Linked DNA regions of Ovis aries: region 1 is linked to region 2. Evidence: chromatin contacts called from public Hi-C data. All regions are on one chromosome and are shown on one strand. The core of a region is the stretch at or near the end of the contact, and the rest is flanking DNA. Distances in the headings are between cores, read along the strand shown.

Region 1 (3,281 bases), core at 220-2,719, 57 kb after region 2:
CAACTCTTCCTCCCGCGTTGCGGGTCGGGGCGAGGCGCGGGAGAGGAACCCAACACCAACTCCCTCCTCCCTCTCAGGAAGACCCTGGTGTGGGGAGGGCGGGGAGAGGAAAGCAAAGTCTCCTTTAATTGTCACCCACTTCCTTCCATTCTCAGCTGGACCCTCGCTAGCCTGAGCGAGCCCATTAACGCCCTGGCCCCGCCTCGTCTGCAACAGGGGTCTGACGGCGCCCCCGCTCGCAGGCTGCGCGAGGAGGGAGGTGACTGGGAAGGCTGTGGGCGCCCGGCGCGCACTAGCTGGGGCTCCTACAAGGCAGCGGTTACTGCGACCACCACCCATCTCCGAACGACACCTTCGGCGGCGACAGCGCAGCCAGAGCTGAGCTGGGAGCGAGGAAGACACACCCCCGCGGCTCCCCTTCCCACCTCGGGGCCCAAACCCCTTCCGGCGACCGCCAGGTCCCCGTCTCCACCTGGGCGGGAGGCCCCGGATTCGGAGAACAGTCCCTCCCGGGGCCTCCCCACCTGGCCTCCCAGCCAACGCCCATTCGGCGGCCGCGGGGCGCAGCGGGGCGAGCGCTCGGGGGAGCGCCGGACGAGGGCTCCACCCCCCAGGGACCGCGGACCTGAGGCTTCCAGTCCCCCGGCCCCCGCTGCGACGCCCCAGCTCCCGAGAAATGCCACAGCCCCGACTCTCCCGGTGCGGCCTCAACCCGAACCTTCAACCCACCGCCCCCAACAGGCGCACAGCCCCGGCGCACGGCGGGGAGCGAGCACACGAGGAGAGCGCCCTGGAGGATGGATCTCCCGAGGGGGCCTAGGTCCCCTTTGTCCTCGCGCCCTCGGGGGACAACGTCCCCCGGCCCCGGAGCCCACACGGAGCCCGCGGCTGCTCGGCGCGGTGGTGGGGGGGCACCCGACGGGGAGCTTCAGCCTCCACAGGGGCGCACGCGCGGTGCAGGCTGGAGGGCGAGGGGTACCGGCCGGGCCAGGGCACTCACCGATGGACACGAGCTTGATGCTCTCGCGGTCCAGGAACTCGAGCGCCACCGACACGTTCTCCAGCTGCATCTGGCGGAAGGTGGGCCGCTGGTGGTACTTGCGGTACATGTGCTTCTGGCTGAGCACCTCCAGGAGCGCGATGAGCCGCAGCCCGTCGCTCAGGTCGGTCTGCAGGTTCCCTATGCGCTTGTTCACGCACTTAAGGTGCTCGTTGCACCAACGCGTGAAGGTGTTCTGCTGGATCTTCTTCCAGGGCGCGTCCTCCGCCAGGTCCTTCTCGGTTACCGGCATTTTGGCGGCGGGAAGAGCGCTATGCGCAGCGAGTTGCCGGGGACTGGCGTATGGAGGCCCAAGGGCCGCGGGGAGCGCAAAACCAAAGCGGAGCGGGAGCGGGGCTCGAACTCGCTGCTACCGAAGCCGCAGCTGGGGCTGCTCTGCGCCCGCCTGCCCGTGGCCGCGCGAGGCGTCTGGCCCCGCGCCTGCGCACTGCGTCGGCCCGCCCCTGAAGCTCCGCCCAGTCCCAACCCTCAGGAGGGCGCTCCCGGGCCACGCTCGCCCCCTGCCGCTCGAAGCGAGCATTACGGCCCGGGAGTCCAAGTCCTCTGGGGTCCCCGCGCTCTGTGCTCACAGCCTCGGTGAAAGGAAGCTAGGCGGGAGATGTCCAGCTTCTCAAGGAGGTCACCCGGTGCCAGAGTGAGGGGACGTGCAGAGGTAGGAACCTGGACAGAATGGGCAGGGACGGTGGCATGGGTCACGCGGGAGGGGTTGGCGGGGAGGGGTATTTCATCCACCTGCAGGTTCAATAAGTTTCAATAAAACCTTTCACTGAGCTATTGCTGTGTGCTAGGCTCTGTGTTAAGGACTTCCCTGTAGCTCAAACGGCAAAGAATCTGGTTGCGAGACAGGAGGCCAGAATTCGATCCCTGGGTTGGGAAGTCCCTCTGGAGAAGGGAATGGGAATCCACTCCAGTATTCTTGCCGGGAGAATTCCAGGGACAGAGAAGCCTGGCGGGTTACAGTCCACGGGTGCGCAGAGTCGGACGCGACTGAGCAACTAACACAGTCCACAGCCTCCGTGTTAGGCACTCGGAGCTTCGGGAAGGAAATGGACATTAAAAAAAATAAATTTATTTGGCTGCCTCGGGTCTCAGTTGCGTCATGTGGGACCTTTCCTTGGCGCGCTCAGGCTCCAAAGCACAGGCTCAGTAGTCGGGGCGCGCTGGCTTAGTTGCCAGGTGGAATGTGGGATCTTAGGTCCCGAACCAGGGATGGAAATTTGTCGCCTGCACTGGAAGGCGAATTCTTAACCACCGTAACCAGGAAAGTCCCTGAAATTGACATTTTCCTTCTCATATTAACTGGACACATATGAATTATAGTATTATCCTTCATAGTATTTATTGATTGCCTGCTAACTGAGGCCTATGAGCCTTCTTAGCACCTGCCAACAAATGGTAAATAAGACAAACTTATAATTTAACCTTGAGGAGTTCATAGACTAATGGAAGAAAAAAGTATAAATCATCTAACACAAACACCCTAATGGTGGTGGCAGAAATGAACCGTAATTTGCCATGTGTATTAGTTCCTTAATGCTGCTGTAACAAACTACCAAAACTTTGTCTTTAAAACACACACACACACACACACACACACACACACACTGTTATCTTGCTTTTCTGTAGTTTAGAGTCCCTCAGAGGGCTCACTGAGCTAAAATCAAGGTATTGGCAGGATCCGTTCCCTTCTGGAGGCTTTAGGGAAGAACCCATTTCTTTGCCGTTTCCAGCTTCTAGAAACTTCCCAAATTCCTTGGCGGAGGCTGCTTTCTTTGTCTTCAAAGCCAGCAACATCAGGCGGAGTCTTTCTCATGCTGTCTTCTCTCTGGTTCTCCATAGTCACATCTAATTCTTTAAGGACCCAGTTGGGAAGAGGGGTTGGGCAGGATGGAGAGATGTCAAGGGCTTCCAGCTCTGGGAGGAGCCCACAGATGTGTGGTTGAGGCATTACGTAACGGGTCATTTGTGTACAGGTGAAGCACTTTTTTCAGATAGATTGCCTCACTCACTGGAAATGCTCAAAAGAGTCTTGAGGAAGAGAAGGTATTACCTGGCCCTGGCCCTGGCTCTGGCCCATTGTTAGGATCAGTAACTATTGGAAGAATCATTCCCCTTCTTTGTGATTAAGTGAAGAAATTTGCTGGAGGTCAGCTGGTAAGGACTGGACAAAGCTGGACTTGAACCTGGGTCTAATGCCAAAGTCTGTACTATGCCTAAAGCC
Region 2 (2,990 bases), core at 66-2,565:
ATCTAACAGTTTGTGTATACACATATGTGTATTTGCTGTCCTGAATTTATATTATACTACATGATCAGTCTTGAAATCTTTCTTTTCACTAATCACAATGTCACAGGTATCTTTTCCCTATAAAAAGATACTCTGGTACTTTTCTGGTGACCCAGTGGCTAAGACTCCATTCTCTCAATACAGGGGCCCAGGTTTGATCCCTGGTCAGGGAATTAGATTCCGCATGCCTCAACTAAAAAGATACCACATGACAGAACTAAGACTTGGTGCAGACAAATAAATTTAAGAAAAAAAAAAGTTGTTTCTGTTTACACACCCATCTACAGGTTTCAGAGGCCATCTCACCAATACTGGGTGTTACCAATCACGTTCATCTCTGTTTCTCTGACAAGTTAGTCATTCATAAAAGGAGGTCACTAACAGTTGGGCAAAGTGTTGCCAGGTGACTAGACAAAGGCAGGGCCCCCTTTCTAGTCATTTCCCAGCTTAATGAGACATGCTCTGCCACTGGCCAGCCCCTCCTGGAACTCTCACTGAAACTGTTTCTACTTCCCACTCCCCTTGGCTTCCCCGTGACTCTTTCCTCTTTCCAACCTCCAGCTACACCCACCAAAATTCAAACATTATCTCCAAGATAACTATCTGTCTGTCTCTCCATTTCCTACACGCTTTTCCCACCAAACAACCTCTGTTGCAATCTCCCATTCTGCCAGGACCCCAAAGTGAAAATGTCAGAACCTTCTAGGACTCTCCTTCAAAGCCCTGGTACAGTTCCCACAATTCCCTCCCTACCTCTTGGCAAATCCTTTTCTACACTGTCCCCCCAAATATGGGGCCCCTCCTCCCCTCTGATTCCTCAACAGCCATGAAACTCCACCATTGTTCACGGAACCCAGAACCATCCTTCTGGTAAGGTACCTACCTATATGCTTCCCAATTCACCAATAGTCTCTGCTGCCCAGAGTCAAACTCTTTAAACATTCAGCACCTTGAGAGACCCACATAACCTCTACCTGCTTTTCCACCCTGCCACCATCACCCACCACCCTCCACAATCCAGGCTCAAAGACTCCCCATTCCTGAAGCACATCTTGCTTTGAACCCCCTGGACATCTCCACCTGTTCTGTATGCCCTTTGATGGGAAGGCCCTTTACCCTAACCTCCTGCAGGATAAACCCTGGGTCATCATTCAAGGGCCATATCTATTACAAACAGATGGTGCACTTCACTACCACCAGCCTATGTGTGGTCACACCATTCTACCCTCAGCCTCCTCCAACCCCCAGGGCTGTGAGCACCGGACGGGGAGTAACTGAGCTTTCTTCATCTTGCAGCTCCCCACGCCCTGTCCCTCCCTCCCACTGACCGCAAGCCACCTGAATGTTGGTTAAACACACGTCAAAATCCACTGAATGAAACTCAACTGCAACCACATGAAAAATAAACTCACACGCTCTGGAGGAGTAAATGGCATGCCATTCAAAACTGAAAGGGTGGGGATTTCTTGTTTTTAATCAAACTGTTTACTGTGACGTTCTCTTACAAAGGGGGAAAAAAACACCCCACACCCAAACCCACAGAAATCAAAGGTAATTTCATGGTTACACATTCAGTCACAGCAAGACTTGATTACATAAAATGACAGAGTAAAGAGTATCATGAACTGGCTGGTAAGACACACTGAATGTAAGTGATCCTCATTCAAAGTTAAGGCACCCAGGGATTTTCTACATGATGAACTGTATGACGAACGTTTACACATGACTGTCCGAATAATTCACAGGACCCAGTAACAAACGAAAATGCAGGATTCTTTGTCCAGAAGTATCAAGAATATCAAGATGGCAACAGCAGAGCATTAAAACAAGCACACAGAACCCTCTTGAGTATGGGGCCCTGTACAGCTGCCCCGTCTCTGCAACCACAAAGGCAGCTCTGCTTCTGAGGTCCTGTGGTGAATAAAGGAGCAGCGATCTGCATGAAACACTGAACCCTGCACAGAATATGAGCAGCCAAGGTTGCTCATATTCATTCTGCTGGACCAACTGCCAGTCCCTGACCATAACTGAGATTTTTGGATTAGATGCCCTGTTACAAATCTGTCTTTAAAGTGCTACTGAATAGTGAGTTACTATCTATGGATGGCAAAAAAAAAATCGGGTCAAACAATTTTCCATGCCCATTTCCTTTATTCAACTTAAAGAGCAAAGAGCAGTCTCATGAAGGGAAGGGAGGGGATAGAAGCAGAGAGTATGCGTACTTATTGCTAATCAAGGAAATGGGTGTACCGGGCAGGGTCAGATCTTGCAGCAGGCAGTATCTGAACAGGTCAGAGTGTCACCCAGCCACGGGCATCAATGTGCAAAGCTCAAACTTTCCTGAGTGATGTGCTAACTGCTTTACAAATGCAAACTTGCAGATTTCATCCATAAATCAAAACATGAAACCAGTTTGCTCTATTTTTACCCAGCTTACACATGTTGGTTTAAAGGAATGAGACATGAGTCTTTTTCAAAACGATTTTGGGGGAAATATGACCCAGTAAAAGTTGGAGTCAAATTTATGAAACGTACAACGCCCAGAACGTCTGTTTCCAATGAATTCAAGGTGGGTGTTCAACCGGGAAAGCCCCCATTAAGGTCTCATTGGGATAAATGATACTTTCGTTCTGCTATTCTAAGAAGCTGGAGGGAGAGCGGTCCTCATTCCAAAAGCGATTTTGACAGGTGAGAGTTCAAATGCTTCACCGAGCTCTTGGAACAATAAAAAGATGGCGACTTGCCCAAAAGGCCTCCCCCATTCCCACCCACATGAAATAGGAGACTCCCTGCGCCTTGAAAATGAAATGCTACACAGCATTTCACAGTGTCCGTGTGTAACCATCACAGCTGACTACAGAATTTGCAGCCGTGAGCGTGCTCTGTGATGTTTATGTCGAATGTAAACACGGAGCAGAGACGTAAAAAGAGGAAAGGGCCAGGTCAGCTGG

What was found. Hi-C and Micro-C count contacts between places; a contact is called where the count stands out from the background.
Region 1: a Hi-C map of tail adipose tissue shows a contact between it and region 2, with 2.6 times the contacts expected there. The contact joins the promoter of FLNB here to the enhancer-like site in region 2. A contact is called at or near these places in 5 of 16 Hi-C or Micro-C datasets (blood, hypothalamus, muscle and 2 more).

Annotation. Positions count from the first base shown.
Region 1 is chr19:43,384,693-43,387,973 of ARS-UI_Ramb_v3.0, forward strand. FLNB (filamin B) reads right to left here and starts at 1,470. Exons shown (of 46, transcript XM_060402298.1): 1 at 1,001-1,470. The coding sequence starts at 1,292.
Region 2 is chr19:43,327,561-43,330,550 of ARS-UI_Ramb_v3.0, forward strand. All of the region lies in intron 1 of FLNB (filamin B), which reads right to left. Among named protein-coding and RNA genes, the nearest start is that of TRNAG-UCC, 3.3 kb to the right of the region's middle. Within about 2 kb of position 1,316, at least 5 of the 54 cell types and tissues checked have an H3K27ac peak or open chromatin away from gene starts, as enhancers often do.